2 separate regions of the Arachis hypogaea genome follow, and region 1 is linked to region 2. A link is a contact called in public Hi-C data. All regions are on one chromosome and are shown on one strand. The core of a region is the stretch at or near the end of the contact, and the rest is flanking DNA. Distances in the headings are between cores, read along the strand shown.

Region 1 (3,035 bases), core at 154-2,653, 59 kb after region 2:
CCAACGTTTTGGCTCTCCAACGTGGCAATTTCGTGACACATCAGATCGTCGGTCATGACTCAGCACCGAAAAACTGTCCAAGGACTATTATGGTGCCTGGAGCCGTATCTGGAAGATTACAATGGTGCAATTGGGATCTCAAAGACCATATTAGATAACGACCCAAATCTCAAAAACTATTATGGAGATTTATTCGAAAAAAAATAAAGCCAGAAACCATATCTGAAAGATTATAATAGTACAATTGGGATCTTAAAGATCACATTAGATAATGACTCGAATTTCAAAAACTATTCTAAAATTTACTCGAAAAAAAATGAAGCCAATTGAAGATGATTATGTGATTATATGACATTCAATGAATGAAACTAATGAGTTGCCATGGTTTATATATATATATATATAAAAGCATGCAAGCCACCTTATTTTATTTCCTTCCTTTGTTTCTTTAAGGTTTGGACCAATTCTTCCTTTTTTTGGAATAATAATAATAATAATAATAATAATAATAATAATAATAATTTTTTATTTTTTAAAATATTTATTATAATAAAAATTATTTAAAAATTTTAATAAATTTTAAATTTAAAATATTATAAAATTTAATTTAATTATTTTTTAAAAAATATTTTTTTAAATAAAATAATGAATTATGAATTATTTATTATTTAAAATTTTCAAAAACTAAGAGGGTTATAATTTAGCTAAAGATTTTGGCGAGGCAATCATCAAGGAGAGCTGCAGTGAAGTCATTATCAATAGAATTTTTTTGATTGGGGTTAACGTTGTAAAATGTTAGAATTATTTCTGTAAAATGAAGAAGAGAGAATGGAGTTTAAAGTCTTTTCGTTATATATGGGGAAAAATGAAAGAATATTTATTAAACAGTTGCATCTGGAGGTCTTCAAAATGACATAATTTTGTATTTCAAAAGGCGAGGAGTTAAGTGTCGATCTTAAAAATTTAGGTTGCGTTTATTTATTAAAATAAAATATGGATATAAAAACATAAAATTCTGTTTAATAGAAAAGATATGAAAAAAATATTAAATTAATATATTTTATATTTATTCTAACAAAAAGAATTCGAAATATTAATAAAAAATATAATTTAGTATTTATTTTTATTTTTTATTAGTTTTTTATAATTATATTTTTTATTATTATATTTTTTGTTTTAAATTTTTTAAATAAAAAAATTAAATTTTTATATTTTGTTTTAATTTATTATTATTAAAAATATAAAAACACAAAATTTTATATTTCTATTTTTTATATTTTATTTTCACTTTTTAATATTTTTTTATTCTATTTTAAAAAATAAACACAGCCTCGAAGTTGACCGTTTTTTTTTAAGAAATACCTAAATCAGTAAATCCCTTCCAAGTTCCGGGTCTCCCCTTCCCCTTCCCAGTCCCGCCGTCTCCAGCCCCCGCCGTCTCCAGCCTTCCCAGCCCGCTGCTGGCCCCATCTTATCCGGTTCTCCCCCTCTTCCAGCAGTCCGTTCCGCTTTTCTTCCTTTCCCTGAGCTTGAAGCGGCGATTTCACTCCAGTCCGCCGAGCTCTGCCGTCATCGTCGCCCTCACCTCGTGCTCGTCTTCCAGTTCTGGTAGTGCAGTCCTCTCCTCTTTGATTCTTGCTGAGTTTTTACTTTTTGTTGATGGTTGCTGGTTTCTGTGTTGTAGTTTCTGGTTGTGTGTTTTTTTTGTTGGTTATCAGATTTTTTGCTATTGCCTAGTTGTTCTTGCTGCATGTTGCTCATTGCTGTGTTGTGTTGTTTTTGCTATTTGTTAATTGAGGCAACGTCCAGTTTGTTCTCTGAAATTCCTAGCGCTAGAGATAAACAGTCCTGGCTTTTTGAAAAGTACCAAATTGCTCCTGAATTTACAAATCTGAATTTTCTTCGCCCGTTAATTCAATATTGTGCTGACAAAGTGTTAGCTTGACATTAAGGTGACATATCTAAGATTTCAATATGATCAATTGGGTGCCCTAAACTCATTTTGGTTAATTGATTTTATACTAGTGGAGAGGCTAAAATGAGTCCAATTAACCAATTTGGGACGACTAGTCGACTATTTGATCCGAAGTCTTAACCATGTCACCTTACTATTGGGAATTTCAAGCTAACACTTTAGTGCTCCATGTCAGCAGTCAGCACTGTGTTAACGACATTTGAATTAGGGGCGAAAGAGATTCGCAATTTGTAATTTCAGGGACCAATTTTATCATTTTCAAAAATCAGGGCTGTTTTGACGGGCATTGGGAATTTCAGGGACCAAACAGACATTACATCTTTGTTGATTTGTTAAGTTGTTAATCACTTAATTGATGTTGTGTTAAGTGTTATTAAATTTTTGCTATGTTGTTATTGACTTATGTTAATTGCTGTTGCCTAGTTGTTCTTGTTATTAGATTTTGTTGGTCATTAGATTAATTTGTGTATTTTTAAGATTTACTAGAATATATTTCTGTGTCTTTATTTATAATTTTATATATTATTTTATTATAATTATGTTTTTGTAGCATTTTAAAATATTTTGGTATTTTTATCATTAACAAAGTTGAAATAACTTTGTCAGCCATTTAATGATCTAGGGAGTACTATTTACAGATTACTTTAAAATCCTGTTATAATCTCTTTATCTCATTCTCCTCTTTCCAAAACCATCAATCCAACCATAGCCCCAGGTTAAACCCCCTCATCACTCATCAATTTATATTTGTGTTAAACCAGTGCTGCTGTTGGTCCTTCATCAATTTTCAAAGCTCTGATACCCAACTTGTGAATCCATCAATTCGGTCGATAATGTTTTCACCTTGACGAGTCAAGATTATAGCTTGCTCCATCATCAGTTAGTTGCCTCTGTTTTCTTATTTGGTTTTCCTTCTAAGAGAAAAGTTCACACTTTTATTTAATTTCAAGTTGGTAACTTTCATTAGTGTTTTATGTTCAAAACTCATGTATGAATTTTTGGACAGAGAGTTAAATGCAGTAAGTTTAAATTGTAGTTACATCCAAATAATTCAATGTGC
Region 2 (3,126 bases), core at 170-2,669:
GAAGATCACAAGTGTTTTGCGATCGAGTCTTTCGTTTGCAGGGAGATGTTTGATTCCTTCCATTTTCCTGATTTCTCCCTCCTGAATGAATCCCTTCCAGACCGGAACAAACGGCAGCAAGTTTTCTTCGCTCGGTTCAATGAGCTCAAATCCACCAAAGCAAGGGAGTTTCTTGCCGTGAATCCAAGATCATCCTTCGCGAAATTCTGCAGGGTCAAGTACTTGAAACTAGTCCACCCCAAGATGGAATCATCATTCTTCGGCAACCTGAGCCAGAGGAACCTCCTGAACTCTGGAGAAGGGTTCCCGGACACGGCATTCTTTGGCTCATTTGCCGAGATGGCAAAGAAGGTTTGGATACTACACTGCTTAGCCTTCTCCTTCGAGCCCCAAGTTTCGATCTTCCAAGTGAGAAAAGGTTGCAGATTCTCTGATGTGTACATGGAGAGTGTGAATGATGACATGCTCCTTTGCTCAGATCAGACAGTGGAATCAGATCCACAAGTTGCATTCACTGTGGTTCCAGGTTTCAGGATTGGTAAAACTGTAATTCAATGCCAAGTTTACCTTTCACTCCATCAAAGAACAACCACCACCACCACCAAGGTGAAAAAATTCAACTCCACAAGGCAAAGGTAGCAGCAACTTTTGGTCAGAGGCACTGACCCCACAACATGTACTCTTTTTTCTCCCTGAGCTGACTCATTTTCTCTTACAAGAAATACTTCAAATATTTTTGAAGCGAACACTCGCTTCAAAAATATATATACTTGTTTAAGAAATATTCAGGCCTAACGAAAGATTTTCGTTAGTGTCCTGAATATCTCTGAAACCCGCATTAAATAATTCTAAAAGCATACAAGTATTTCTCTTCCTCTCGTCGTTGGGTAAGGTGTCGGAGCAAAAATTGACCAAATCCGACGCCAAATCCAACGGCGTGAGAAAGCCAGTTAGCTCGGTGTACAAAGGAAGGACATAATGCAGTATTACAGTGCATGGCTGAGTGTGTTGTGGGGACTCATGACTGTGGCATGGTTCAATGGCAGCATAGCATTGTCCACTTGTGTTTTGGCCATTTTGAAAGAGAGAAAAAAAAGGGGAAAGAACCGTGTGGACCGTTGCATTGGGAGTAACCCTTTTTTCTTTTTAGAATCTTTTTTCATTTTTTATTTTAATTTCATGCAGATTTATCAAAAACATGCCCCAAAATTTTGTTGATATCAGGCCAGTGGCCGGGATTGTCTAGCTGTTACGCATCTTTCATCAGACATTGCATGATATATATAAATATAAAATATAATAATATGTACATAAATTATATGTAGGTAGGAATTTTATAATCCGTAGCCTTCTTTCATTCTCTTTTATATATTCTCATGTTATGTTCTAATTCCCTCTCTTTTTGACTACTTTATTGAAGTTTTATTTTATTGCCAGTTATGTCCTTGGATGCCTCTAAATCTATGCATGCATGTGGTCTATTGTATTGTCAGAGGTATATTATACTTTCATTCGCCTTCCGGAATGGTTGGTGTGGTTGTTGAGCTTCATAATTTAAAAGGAAATAAAAAAGAATATGAGAAATGATCTTTAATTATAACATTTAATTTAATTAATGTGCATTTTAAAGTTTTCTAAAGTCACATGTTTTTTGTTTTGGTAAATGGCTAAATTAAATTTTGATATAATATTTTATATTGACATTGTGTTAAATTAAAACTATTATTAATCAAGAATAAATGGTTATGTATATAAATGTCAATTTGTTTGAGAAGCATGAAATATCTCTTGGAAAAAGGTCTATTGTTGAATTCCATGTTTGCCCTTGAAGGTGTGAAAAATCATTTAATGTATCTAACTAGTATGGCACATTGGTTGTAAATGTATAATTGGAATTTAGGACCCCACATGATGCCAGCTTTATTGAGCAAGGTCGGTGGTGAAAGGGGCATGTGAATGTGAAGACAATATTTGCAAAACCTTTCTTGTCCCATAAAAGGAGGATTAGATATTTGATGAGGAAAAAAAGAAAAAGAAAATGCATCTTTCCATAAATAATAATGCTTTCCAACGGTTACAAATACAAATATCTCTAATAGTAATTTAATTTTCAAACATGAAAGGACTATATGATTTTGATCTTAGGGGCAAGCTATGTTTTAAAAATATTGGATAAAAGAGAGACATCTTTTGGTAATTGTTTTGGGTCAAAATCCTTATGCTAATTTTATATGACATGTGGCAAGGGTTAGATATAGGTTATTTTCTGAATATAATAGGGGTCCTTGTTTCCGTTCTTTATCTATAAATCATAGGCATCAACATGATTATTAGGAGGGGGCCAAGGGGCATTGAATTTAGGCTTCAATGTGGTCTGAGAAAGATTTCTTATCTTTGTTATAACACTGACATATAATCAAAGCTTGGTAGTTATGCAAGGATAGTGAAATAATGTCATAATATTTTATTTTATTTTCCCATCATGAGTTTTGTTTGGGAATGTCTTTATTAAAATAATTTAAAAAATTCAAGTTCAATAATATTTTTCTAATAGAGGGTATTCTTAAAATATTTACATAATTTTTCAGAGGTTTTTTTCCTTGTTGATATATGACATTTTTTTTTGGGTTTATGGTTGGCATCATTTTTTTTTTCAAAATTAAAGCATGTATTTAAATTTGGTGGAAAAAATAGGTGAGACAATCTGCCGTTAAATTAATTACTTGTACATGTAGTCACCAAAAAAAAAAAAATTACTTGTACATATATGAGACAATTAATGATGATGATGATGACAAAGAGTTCAACATTTACTTGTATGGGCCTTATGTTTCCCTTAGTTATGGGATGTATAATATATTGTTCTTAATGCAAAAAAAAGGTTTAGGGTTTATTTAGGAGTTGGGGAATGTTATTGGTGAAGTTAGCATAGTAAACTTCTAAAAGTTGTATTAAATGTAATACCAAAAGAAAATGTTGTAATAAATGTTTATAATTATTGGATGAGAATATAAATGACAGATTTTGACAATGTAAAAGAAAAGATCTTAGCCTAGGACCTAGGTTGTATTTGGAGGCTAATTTTGACCTAAGTGAACTCAACCTTAATTTGTATTCTAAATACAA

What was found. A called contact is a pair of places that touch in the nucleus more often than the background predicts.
Region 1: a Hi-C map of leaf shows a contact between it and region 2, with 2.5 times the contacts expected there. The contact joins two enhancer-like sites. A contact is called at or near these places in 4 of 8 Hi-C or Micro-C datasets (leaf and an unstated tissue).

What each region holds. Positions count from the first base shown.
Region 1 is chr7:79,037,583-79,040,617 of arahy.Tifrunner.gnm2.J5K5, forward strand. It overlaps the pseudogene LOC112703593. Among protein-coding and RNA genes, the nearest start is that of LOC112704152, 7.1 kb to the right of the region's middle. Within about 2 kb of position 1,404, at least 1 of the 3 cell types and tissues checked has open chromatin away from gene starts, as enhancers often do.
Region 2 is chr7:78,978,417-78,981,542 of arahy.Tifrunner.gnm2.J5K5, forward strand. LOC112703592 (protein GRAVITROPIC IN THE LIGHT 1) reads left to right here. Exons shown (of 3, transcript XM_025755125.3): 3 at 1-1,390. The coding sequence ends at 639. Among protein-coding and RNA genes, the nearest start is that of LOC112703592, 6.2 kb to the left of the region's middle. Within about 2 kb of position 1,420, at least 3 of the 3 cell types and tissues checked have open chromatin away from gene starts, as enhancers often do.